Regions from separate parts of the Sus scrofa genome. Here region 1 is linked to region 2. The links are chromatin contacts, called in public Hi-C maps. All regions are on one chromosome and are shown on one strand. The core of a region is the stretch at or near the end of the contact, and the rest is flanking DNA. Distances in the headings are between cores, read along the strand shown. Region 1 overlaps PIAS1 (E3 SUMO-protein ligase PIAS1). Region 2 has its middle 29 kb from the start of SKOR1.

What was found. A called contact is a pair of places that touch in the nucleus more often than the background predicts.
Region 1: a Hi-C map of embryonic fibroblasts shows a contact between it and region 2, with 2.6 times the contacts expected there. The contact joins two enhancer-like sites. A contact is called at or near these places in 1 of 5 promoter capture datasets (liver), 9 of 47 Hi-C or Micro-C datasets (alveolar macrophages, embryonic fibroblasts, liver and 4 more) and 2 of 2 datasets of contacts at active chromatin or transcription factors (alveolar macrophages and skeletal muscle).

Annotation. Positions count from the first base shown.
Region 1 is chr1:166,035,665-166,041,972 of Sscrofa11.1, forward strand. It overlaps PIAS1 (E3 SUMO-protein ligase PIAS1), which reads left to right. Exons shown (of 14, transcript XM_003121749.6): 5 at 1,289-1,379; 6 at 2,021-2,155. Among named protein-coding and RNA genes, the nearest start is that of CALML4, 61 kb to the right of the region's middle. Within about 2 kb of position 1,522, at least 1 of the 83 cell types and tissues checked has an H3K27ac peak or open chromatin away from gene starts, as enhancers often do. A contact at or near this core is called in embryonic fibroblasts, where this site is marked.
Region 2 is chr1:165,779,085-165,785,327 of Sscrofa11.1, forward strand. No RefSeq gene overlaps it. Among named protein-coding and RNA genes, the nearest start is that of SKOR1, 29 kb to the left of the region's middle. Within about 2 kb of position 3,582, at least 54 of the 83 cell types and tissues checked have an H3K27ac peak or open chromatin away from gene starts, as enhancers often do. A contact at or near this core is called in embryonic fibroblasts, where this site is marked.

The DNA.
Region 1 (6,308 bases), core at 272-2,771, 250 kb after region 2:
TTCTTAACATGTAACTCAAAGCTGCTGTGAACATTCTGTAAAGGTGGAATAATCCTCAGATTTATGTTAGTAATAAGGATGTAATTATTGAGTTGCAGGTTTGGTCCCTGGCCTTGCTCAGTGGGTTAAGGATCTGGTGTTGCTATGAGCTGTGGTGTAGGTTGCAGACACGGCTCTGATCCCACGTTGCTGTGGCTCTGGCGTAGGCCAATGGCTACAGCTCTGATTGGTAGGGCCTGGGAACCTCCATGTGCCATGGGAGCAGCTCAAGAAAATGCAAAAAAGACCAAAAAAAAAAAAAAATTTGTTTTAAATAGCAGTTAGTAATTTATTTCTTGATCTATGAGTAGAATGAAAATTTACAAATTATTTGGCTGTCCTTGGTTTTCCCAAAAGCTCAAGCATTTAATTTAGAAATAAATGTTTTCATAAGTTTCTTTTTTCTTTTTGCCATTTCTTGGGCCGCTTCCACAGCGTATGGAGGTTCCCAGGCTAGGGGTCGAATCAGAGCTGTAGCTGCCGGACTACCCCACAGCCACAGCAATGCCGGACCCAAGCCACGTCTGCGACCTACACCATGGTTCATGGCAACACTGGATCCTTAACCCACTGATCAAGGCCAGGGATCGAACCCACAACCTCATGGTTCCTAGTCGGATTCCTTAACCACTGAGCCATGACAGGAACTCCTTCAGGAGTTTCTAAAATAGTATTCTAAATACATGTGGATATAATACAAATAATGTTATTGTTCAGTATCTTCAGTTTGCAGGGTATAATGGAGTATCTGGGTTTAGTGAAAAGAATTTGATCCTATAGGTGGTCTTTAGCATTTTCAGCTCAGAACCAGAAAAAAAATGCTTCATAGACAAATAAATTTGAGATGCGCCAAATATTTCCCTATTAAAAAGTTATAGTGCTTATTAGCCCCACTCTAGGAAGTTCTATATTAAGGAAACTTGATTTTTTGATTCAGAATTTCTTAAATTTATTCATAGAGCGCCTCCCCTTCCTCCCTTAAAAAAAAACAGGCTTAAATAAATGATTGGAAATATTATAAACTACTTGGTAGTTGTGACTACTGAAACTCTACAGTGACAGAATTATTTATTTTGAACCTGTTCAAAAATGTTTTTTCATCTTGCGAAATGTCTAGTTTTAATAGGTTTTTTTTGTTTATTTGTTAATAAGTTTGTCCATCTCTAGATTAGCTATGGAACTGATAGCTCAAAAATATTAATAAGGCCATCTTTTAATAATGAAAATTAAACTTACCTTTATTGTTTAGGTTTTGTTTATCAGAAACCAGTTGTCCACAAGAAGATCACTTCCCACCCAATCTTTGTGTGAAAGTGAATACAAAACCTTGCAGCCTTCCAGTAAGTCCTAAAAGCTGTTTTTTAACTGCATTGACAGCATAGCTAGCAAATGTCATCACAGCTGTTGTTAATCATAGTTTTTCATTAAGAAAAACCTCTTTAGATATATATTCATGTGACTAAGTGAAACACTTGTATAATTAACAGCTGTGACATTAGCTATAGAGATAAAGTCTAGGACTTGGAGTTGGATGTGGTAGCTTTAGTGTTGTACTGAATTTTGGGAAGAAGAGATTATTTCAACAAAACCTCGGACATATTTGTGTGAATCTGGAAGCTTGTGGTAAAATAGAGATTTGAAGAATGCTGTGCCTTTAACAGAGGAATGGGGGTTGCTATTATTCATCTTTAAAATCGTTTTTAAATACTTACTCAACTCTTTTATGAATTCAGCTGGATTCTTAAATTTTAGAGAATTTTCAGTTCTATTGCCAATATTTTTCTCAGGCTTACTGTAAAGAAGCTATAGAGTTGTTTAGGGAAACATACAGGTAACTCTTCTAAATATTTACTTAGCTACTTTTAAATGAAAATACTCATATTTTCTAATATGTAGCTTGTAGGATTTTTTTTTTTTAAGGAATGGAAGTTGAAATGACTGTGGAAATATTAAGTAAAAATAAATTGTATCTCATCCTTAGGGTTATCTTCCACCTACTAAAAATGGTGTGGAACCAAAGCGACCCAGCCGACCAATTAATATCACCTCACTTGTCCGATTGTCCACAACTGTACCAAACACCATTGTTGTTTCATGGACTGCAGAAATTGGGAGAGTAAGTAAATTTTTATTTCTATCAGATTTTTGTATTATAAGGAAGGGTTAATCTCCAGGGCTACCTGAACTTTATAAAGAAGTGATATTATAAAATGAGTTACAAAAGGATTTATTTTTGTCTCATAATGAATTTTCAAAATTTCTCTTTAAAAAAAAATGGGATCTTGGAGTTCCCCTCATGGCTCAGTGGTAACTAACCCAACGAGGATCCATGAGGATGCAGGTCCCATCCCTGGCCTTGCTCAGTGAGTTAAGGATCTGGCATTGCCGTGAGCTTTGGTGTAGGTCATAGACGTGGCTCAGATCTGGCATTGCTGTGGCTGTGGTGTAGGCCAGCAGCTGCAATTCCAATTCAACTCCCAGCCTGGGAACTTCCATGTGCCGCACCTGCTGCCCTGAAAAGACACACACATACACAAAAGGGATCTAAAAAAGGTATCTGGCAGTATCCAGTATTTTATAACCTGATAACTCAGTCATTTTCATAAACACCATCCTATGTCATTTTGTATTCATCTGTATGATTTTTAAATGGCTACATCATATTACAATATGAGTATCCATAATTTAGCCTATTACCTAATGTTAACATTTATTTGGTTGATTCATTAATATTTCAAAGGACATTTTGAAGACTATCCTAGTAGTTAGAACTTTGCATACATACATGTTAATTTCCTTACAGCGAATACCCAGAAGTTGAATTGCTGCGTCAGAGTATGCAGAATTTAAAGAAATTTTGTGTACATTGGCAGATTGCCTTACCAGAAAATGTTGTACAAATTTATTCTCTGACTTTCAGTGTTTATTCACATGCCTGTTGACTGATAACACTGAGTTTTATTTTCTTTAACATCTCTACTAATTTTAATAGGTAAATAATGGTACCACATTGCTTTAATTATTACTCCTTTTATTATTACTGAGATTGAACATATTTGTGTTTGTGATTATTTACATTTTTAAATTATATCAATGTCTATTTCTCTAGTGCTGCTTTTAATTCTTATTGATTTATGAGTTCTTTATATATTGGTTTAACCCTCTTTCACATGTTACAAACTTGTTTCTAATTTGTTACCTCTTATTTTTATTTATATGATTATTTAATGTGTAGAAGGTTTAAATTATTATGGAGCCAAATCTTACTCAGTTTTGTTTCTCTGTAGTCTTTCCTCTCAACCCCCATCATGCTTAGGCAATCTGCCCTTCTCAGTCTTACATAAATATTTGTTTATATTTTTGTCTCTACTTTTCAGTTTTCTTATTTTACCTTTACATATTTAATCCATTGTAAATTTGTGTGTGGTAGGAAATAAAAATGTATTTTAATATTTCAAATAGCTAGTTCTAACACCATTAACTAAATAGATGCCAATTCAGAAGCTACCATTAATATATATTTGATTTTCATTTATCTTAGGTACGTTTCAGAACTTTTTTATATTGTTTCTTAGCCTAGCATTCTTTTGCTGGCACAGTTTCAGAATGGTTTTCATTATTACAGTTTTTGATATGAGCTCATGTTATGTTCACTAACTCATAAGTACTATAGAGGAAAGGTATATGGTGGTTTTAAAGCATATTAAAGGGCACTTTGAACCAGAGAAAGGTCAGGCAGGGTTTCCCTGAGGAAGTAATGACTGAGCTAGGAGCTGAGAGAAGGGTGGAAGGAATCAGTTAGGTGAAGTTCAGAGGAAAACAACCTTCAGAATAACCCACTGGCAGGAGTGAGCCTAGTTCTTTTTAAGAAAATGAAAGGGAACAAGTATGGGCTACAGCACATAGATTGGGGAAGAGCAGTATACAAGATGAGGCTAGTAGAGGGGTAAAAAAGGGCCAAACCATGCAGGCCCTTTGAGGTAATAATGTTAAGGATATATCTCTTTTTAAGCAAAAAGTTTATACGGCTATATTTCTCTTTAGCAAAGGCTACTCTTCAGAGTAATGAACAGCTTGAATGGAGGCCAAAATCCTGCGGAGAATTTACCTCTTACAATTGCTGAAGTATTAATGAGAGAAACAGTATATTAAAGTGGTGGCATTGAGGATGGAGGTCAGTAGGTAGATCTGTAGGACTAAGTGATAGATCAGAAGCAGGGCCTAAGAGAAAGGGAGAGATCAAGGATGACTCCTTGGTTTCTGGCTTGAGGGACAAAGTAAATGATGATATTGCTAACAAAGAGTAAACACTAAAAAAGGACTGAAATCAGGTGTGTTTTTGCTTTGCTTTGAAGGATGGAATATTAGAGGACTACATGAAGACAATCATGAGTTCAGTTTTGAAGTTTTTGAGTTAGAGATGCCTTGAGACATTCTGAATAGACAGTTAGGTTATCCAGGTTCAGAGGATAAGTTTAGGCTAGAGGAAAAAAATGTGAGCCATCTGCATATTGGTGGTTATTGGAGCCATAAAAGCAGGCTGACATTGTTTATAGAGAAAATATATTGAGTAGGGGAAAAAAGAGTGTTGAAGACTTATTCTTGAGGAACTATAACATTTAATACTGAATAGAAGGGAATGAACCTGCAGAGGACATGGGGAAGTAGTACTGGAGAGGTGGGGCAGAATGGAGGGTGGCTATGAGAATCCAGGGAAAGAGTTTCAAAAAAGGAGATGGTAAGCAATATTGAACAGATGTTGAAAAGTCAAGTATGTTGAAGCCTAAAAAAATACTTTTTGAGTTAGAAACTGAAGGTGACTTTAGCATGAGCTGTTTTGATGTCTGATGGGAGGAGAAGCCAGATTGTGACTAGGTGGAGGTGAGGCAGTAGAGTTAGTTGTAGATGTGTGGCTTTGCAAAGAGGTAAGTGTGAGCTGGAGGGAAATGTGAGATGAAAGTTGTTTGCTTTCATGGGAGAGTCTTAAATGTGTTGTCATCATCATCATAAAAGATGATGGCAGGTATCTTCTTCAGAGGAAGAGATAAAATATATACAAGAGAGAGAAAGGATAATCAATAGTTAATTGCATAGTAACTCACTATAGTTAGGAGGACTTCTTTATTAAATGGAAAAAAAAAAGGACTGGATGAGTGAGTATGATTGGTACTGGAGAGATGAGTAAACTTTGATCTGCTGACTTCTCTTATGTCTGTGAGATAGGAAGTGAGATAAGTCTGCTATGAGTGAGAGAAGAAATGGGACCTCGAGGAAAGTGGAAATATTGGGAAAGTAATTACTGGGAGTAAGACATGTTCCCCCTGCATTATTTCCCCAAATCTTTCTGGGAATGTGAATGAGATTGCTTTTAAATTTGTATATCAACCTAGGATTAATTTATTTACAATATTTAATGTTCTTATTCCATGAATTGTATGTTTCTCCATTTATTAAAATCCTCTTTTATGTTCCTTAGTAATTTAATAGGTTTCTTCTTATAAATCTTTTTTATTGATTCCTCTTGTTTATTTTTATTACTGCTATTATAAATCTTTTTTCTATTACATTTTATGAAAAATATATTATTGTTTGTTTACTTAAAAGCTAGTCATTGTTGAATATTCACTTAATACATAAATTCATGTATTGGTTCTGATAGCTTTTTAGTTTTTTTCTTGGTATTTCCAGAAAGGCAGTTTTGCATTTGAGATATATCATTATACAAATAATGATAATCTTAATTCTTATGCCATAATTTATTGTTCTTGTTCTCTACTGCTGTCTAAAACCTTCAGAACAGTGTTAAATAGTGTGAGTGCTAGTGGACTGCTTGACTTGTTCTTTATGTTAATGAGAATACAACTAGTGTCACAACATTAAATAATGTGATTGCTATTAATTTTTGATAAAATTTAATTACATCAATAACATATTCCCATGATCCTCCTTTTTACTGGATAGCTTTGAGAGAAATGGATTTCAAATTTTATCAAAATCCTTTTTTTTCATTTATTAAGCTTATTTTTTTTCCTTTACCTAATTAATATGTCACCATTAGGTTTATAAGATTCTTTAAAATGGTTCTTTTCTAGTGCACCTTTCCCCTTTTTGTCTTTTTGAAGAGAGTGTTGCACATGTTTTGGATTTAGTCTGTTTGTGATTAGTATAGCCTACCAGGGAAGTGTATAAACACCAGGATGTTTACAGTGAACTATGAAAGAAGTGTGAAACTGAAAGAGTAGAGAGGTGTGGTTGCTGATATATAGCAC
Region 2 (6,243 bases), core at 2,332-4,831:
TCCAGTGAGGCTCCAGTCTGAACCTTTGTTTTATTGATGGTGTAACAATGGTTTTATGGATTGCGAGGGGCTGGAGAGAGAGCCAGCCTGTTCTCTGCACAGCTCCTGGGGTCAGCAGTGAGTCCTGCTGGTGGGCAAGGGGGGCATATGACATAGTAATAACAATAATAAAATAATATTATTTAATTAATTATAATTAATTAATTATAACTGCTGTCCCTACCTCCAGAAATTGTACTAAGCAATATCTGATTTAACCCTCACAACAGCTCTTGGAAGTAAGTACTATCATTATTCCCATTTTGTGGATGAGGAACTGGGGGAGTGAGGACATATTGGAGGTCAGGTAACTTGCCCAACTCTTAAGTGGTGAAGCAGGAATTGAAACTCAGGCTGATGCCCTTGCTACCCTGCATCATGGGAGAGAGTTGAAAAGGAAGTCTTTGAATCCCTTTCTGAAAAATCACCCCCACTACTGAATCCAAGCCCTCAGAATCAGTTTATCCAGGAAACATCTACTGAACCTCCTCTATGTCCCAGGCACTGAGGACAAGGCCTGGCTAAGTCTTCAAGGAGCTCAGGAGCTAGGATGAGCCCAGAGATGGAAGCAAGAAGGGAGGGCACAAAGGAGGGGCACCCCTGAAGGAAAGGGAGAGTTGGGGGATGCTTCCCAGAGGAGGTGTCAGCCAACTTGAGTCTCAAAGGAGGGCAGCCTGGTAAAGGGGTTGAGGGGGCAGTAAGGGCATTCAGGGCAGAAGAATGGCCAGAGCAGAGGGGTAATAAAGATACACCAGAGAAGCACAGTAAAGACATGCATTCTAGAACTGCTGTCCCTACCTCCAGTACCCCACCTGTCCCCTTCCCTGGTTACCAGAAAGCCATTTTGTACAGTGGGATGGACACTGTTGATTGTCAAGGGTGGTACCTGAATTGCCAGGGTATTTGGACTAGAGTCAGATCACCCCTCCCTGAGGGCTAATGGATTAAGATACAGCTGGGAGAGTTCCTGTTGTGGCTCAGTGGGTTAAGAACCTGACCAGTATCCATAAGGATGTGATCTCTGGCCTCTCCCAGTGGGTTAAGGCTCCAGCATTGCCACAAGCTGTGGCCTAGGTTGCAGACATGGCTCAGATCTGTCATGGCTGCGGCTGTGGCGTAGGCCAGCAGCTGCAGCTCTTATTTGACCCCTAGCCTGGGAACCTCCATATGCCACAGGTGCAGCCCTAAAAAGCAAGCAAGCAAACAAACAAAACCACCAAAAAACAAAAAACAAACCCAAACTTTATTTATGGGCGTTCCCGTTGTGGCTCAGTGGGTTAAGAATCTGACGAGTATCCATGAGGATGTGGGTTCAATCTGTGGCCTCACTCAATGGGTTAAGGATGTAACATTGCCATGAGCTGTGGTGTAGGTCCCAGATGCGGCTCGGATACGATGTTGCTATGGCTGTAGCATAGGTTGGCAGCTGGAGATATGATTCAGCCCCTAGCCTGGGAACTTCCTATGCTGCAGGTGCAGCCCTAAAAAGAAAAAACAAAACAAACACCCCAAACTTTATTTATGGACACTGAAATTTGAATTTTATATAATTTCCATGTCTTGCTATATTCTTCTCCTTTCGGTGTTTTTCATATAAGAACATAAATGCCATTCTGAGCTCGCAGACCAAGCAGAAACAGGCTGCAAAGGGCCAGTTTTGGCCAACCGCTCTCACTCTCGTAGGGCGTGAACCCTCAGGCTAGGAAGGAAGGTCGTTGTCAAAGAGGCTGGGCAGCTGGGCCAGTGGGTCAGGGGTACTGCTGGGACCACAGTCCAGATTGTCACAGGGGAGTCCCCTTCTCTCCAGTCCTTTAGACTGCCCTCTTCAGTCAGCACCCTCCTGCAGACGAAGCCCAGGACCCACAAGAGGGCGCAAGTGCTTGGAGGGGATGACACTTCTAGCCTGGGTTTCCAAACTGTAGCCTCAGACCACCTGGATGCAGCTGCTCCTGATACTTCTACAGGCAGCTGCCCTGTCCCAGCCCCTGCCAGAAGCCAATCATTTAACCCCACCCACCCCACCCCACCCTGAACAATCAAGGGCCTGGCTGGGCTGCGTACCAGAGGCTGGGCCAATCGCAGGCAGAGCACTCGGTGATTTGGGGCCTGGCTTGAAAATACAGGCTGGCCATGGAGAAGTGTCTTAAAAGACCCAGAGGAAGCTGCAGTCAGTGGTGGGCTCTACAGCTGGAGGTTGGGTAGATTCAAGGGCTGGGGTGGCCACAAGGGGCCAGGTGCCAGTTGAAGTCATGGGAGAGGAGAGACTGTGGGTGAAGGAGGAGCTGGGCAGGAAGAGAAACAGAGTGGGGGCCATAGAGAGAGACAGATAGACAGCCTGGCTGAGAGACATGGTAGCCGAATCCCACAACTGCCCTGGGCCTTCCCGAGACTTGACCAGGGGACCTCACTGTATTTTCACAGCCTCCACCCTGCCTTTCTAGGGGTAAATCCCAACACTTTTCCTGGGTGAGTCCAGCAGGTCACTGATACGCTCCATCAGACCAAAAGCCATGACTGAGCAGGTCATTTCTGCTGCTGGCTCAGTTCCTCTCTTGCACAGTAACTTTATGATTTTATGCTTAGAGGGAACTTTAAACTGCAGGTTGGGGACTCTTTGTTGTTTCGTATCAGCAGGTTGGAATCTTGTCTCACTACTAAAATCCACAGATGCATGACCTGGGCCTCGCTATGCTCACCTCTTAAGTAGTCTGTGCCATTTATTATGAGAGCGTTGAGTTTTATCTGAGTCCTGTGCTCTTGAAAGGCAGGGAGGAATAAGAAACTCCCCACCTCCTTAAGTTCTGGGGAAACAGGACCTCCTTGCTCTCGCATATGCCAAGAAAACAACCCATGTACCTCCTTTGTTGCTATTCCCATGAGACTGGCTGATGACTCCCTGGTCACCTGCCTCTCTGAAACCTTAGGCGACTTCCTTTTCTTTAAGACATTTGGGGAGTTCCCATCGTGGCTCAGTGGTTAATGAATCCGACTAGGAACAATGAGGTTGAGGGTTCGATCCTGGCCTTGCTTAGTGGGGTAAGGATCCGGCGTTGCCATGAGCCATGGTGTAGGTTGCAGACGCAGCTCAGATCGGGTGTTGCTGTGGCTCTGGCGTGGGCCAGCAGCTACAGCTCCGATTAGACCCCTAGCCTGAGAATCTCCATATACCACGGGAGTGACCCTAGAAAAGACAAAAAAAAAAAAAACCCAAAAAACAACAAAAAAAAAACCCACCAGACATTTGGTGTTCATGCCCCTTCTCCCTATTCCAATAACTGGAATAAACTCTTCATTGCCTAGGGCTTTTTGCTTTAACGATTACCATAAATTGTAATCATCCACTGGGTGAGACATCTGGAGTCCCAGGTTCCAGTCCTGGTTCACCTAGGCCTGACCTCCCCTTTCCGGCACGTTTCAGTTTTGGTTGGAACTGGCTAAGGGCTCTTTAGTTTCAGGACGTGTGAATGGCAACTCAATCCCTACAGCCCACAGCCCCTGCGCGAGGAGGCGGGGCCTATCAAGCAGCTGTAACATGTGCACGCCGCCACCAGGGGGCGGCGGCTCCGCAGGAGAAGGCCCTCGCCTCTGCTCTGGCTCGCTCTTGCAGAGCCTTTAAAATCCACTTTGGAGGTGGACGCAAGGCAGCGTTTTGAGCCCTCTAGTGCTTTCCTCTGCTACACGCCGCTGCACTCTAGGCATTTGTTTTTTTGCTTCCACCTCCAGAGATTCCTCCTCCGCAGATGCCAGTCAGAAGACTCTCGAGTCAGCCCAAGCGGGGTTCACAAGTCAGTTTCGAGCTTCTAGGTTTCTAGAGCTTGCCTGGAGACCACGTCCCTTCCCTTCGCGCGGCCCTCCAGCCTCCTTTTCTACTTAAGTTGAAGAATCTCTCCGGCTGCAGGGAAATGGAGAGGCAGAAGGGAGGAGCCTGAAGAGGACTGATTTAGGGGCAGCACTTAACCAACCGGTCACAGCCGTCAGCATTTGTAGCATCGCGGTGTCCCCGTAAACTGGGCAAGGCAAGAGCTGTAACGGCCATCTGAAGGATGGGGAAACAGACTCTCAGAGAGCAAAAGTGGTTAGCCTCTGGTCACACAGCTAGTAAATGGCTTCTGCCAGAACGCAGTTCTCCAGGTCCTAAACCCGGAGCCCTTGGGGTGGGTGGCCAGGACCAGAGATGGTTCACCACTTGGAAAGGGGCCCTGGACATCCCTCAGGACAGAAACCAAAGTGCAGCCTCCCAAAAGGACCCAGATTAGCGAGTTTTAAGTATTGACATGGTAAGATGATCACGTTTGCTTTTTCAAGTGTATATGTCTACATTCGCAATGGAAAAGCAAATATAAATACCAAAGCCAAATACGAATTAAAGGCAAATATTAAACAGCCAGACTGTCCACAGTGGACTCTCTCTGTGGTTGGAATAGCAGTAGTGGGTGGAGAGTTTTCATTTTCTCTGTATTGTTCCGATTCTTCAGTCCTCACATATATAAACTAGAAAGGAGAAGAAAAATTCGATATTTCTGTTGGACAAAAAAAAATAATACCTCCTTGTTAAAGAGTTGGAAAATAAAAAAGAGCATGAAGAAAATAAAATTCATCAGTTACCCTTGTTCTTCTTCCCTGTAGACATTGATGTTTTTCTTTCTAACTGGTTTCTTTCTTTACCTAACATGAATAACAGTGTTAATTGCAGAAGAATGTTGTGAAGATTGAGTGAGAGGCTGTATATAATAGCTAACATTCCAGAAGCGTTAGCCATTTTTATATATAACAAAATCTGCCCCGTACTGTATGTATTTTTTATACGCTGCTGTTTTCACTTATAACGTTGTTTCCCATGTTGGCTCTTCTTTAAGAATATTTTTAGTGACTGCACAAAATTTCATTATATTTAAGTAAACTTTATTGAACCTATCCCTGAATGTTGAAACTTTAGATTGTTTCCAATTTTTGCTGTTAAAATAACAGTGAGATTAACATCTTTAAACATCTCTCCTTGTCAGCATTTCTGATTACTTCCTTAGATGGATTTCTGGAGGTAGGATTACTGGGACAAAGGGTGCAAATATTTTTCAGGCTTTTGATTCAGTTTACCAAAGTCCTTCCCAGAAAAATCTTGCCAGTTTACACTCCCACCTGCAGTGCGTGAGAATGCCTGTCCCAAAGCACACAAAGGAGGGATTTTTTGGGGATGGGTGAGATTCAATTATGTTGCTGGAATGAGGAGAAGGATCCCTGTGGGGAGGGAGGGTTTAAATTTCAAGAGAGGAGTTCCTGTCATGGCTCAGTGGAAATGAATCTGACTAGCATCCATGAGGATGCAGGTTCGATCCCTGGCCTCGCTCAGTGAGTTAAGGATCCAGTGTTGCCATGAGCTGTGGTGTAGGTCGCAGATGCGGATCAGATCTGACGTTGCTGTGGCTCTGGCGTAGGCTGGCAGCTACAGCTCTGATTAGACCCCTAGCCTGGGAACCTCCATATGCCACAGGTGCAGCCCTAAAAAGATTAATAAAGAAAAGAAAAGAAAATTTCAGGAGAGAGAGAGGACGTCTAAAGGACCAAGGTCCCTGGGAGAAAAGGATGGTGTTTTGAAGCACATTTATAGGAATTGTCTTAGATTTAAGAAGGGCCACCTCATTGTCAGAAAGAGCTGTGATTGGGTGTGGATAAACTGCCTGTAAGTGGGTAGGTGAGAGTCAAGATTGCTCAATAAAGTAGAGGCTGAGGAGTTCCCGTTGTGGTGTAGCAGAAACAAATCCCGGAGTTCCCGTTGTGGCGCGGTGGTTAACGAGTCCGACTAGGAACCATGGGGTTGCGGGTTCTATCCCTGGGGGTTGAGGATCCGGTGTTGCCGTGAACTGTGGTGTAGGTCGCAGAGGCGGCTCGGATCCCATGTTGCTGTGGCTGTGGCCTAGGCTGTAGGCTGCAGCTGCAGCTCTGATTCAACCCCTAGCCTGGGAACTTCTATATGCTGTGGGCATGGCCCTAAAAAGCAAAATGAAATAGAGACCGAGTCATCTATTCAAAGGTAAAAGGTGAGGAGTTCCCATTGTGGCTCAATGTGTTAAGAGCCCCACATTTGTCTGTGAGGATGCAGGTTCCATCCCTGGTCTCGCTTATTGGGTTAAGGATCTGGCATTGGGGCAAGCTGCAGCTTGGACCCTGCATTGCTGTGGCTGTGGCGTAGGCTGACAGCTGCAGCTC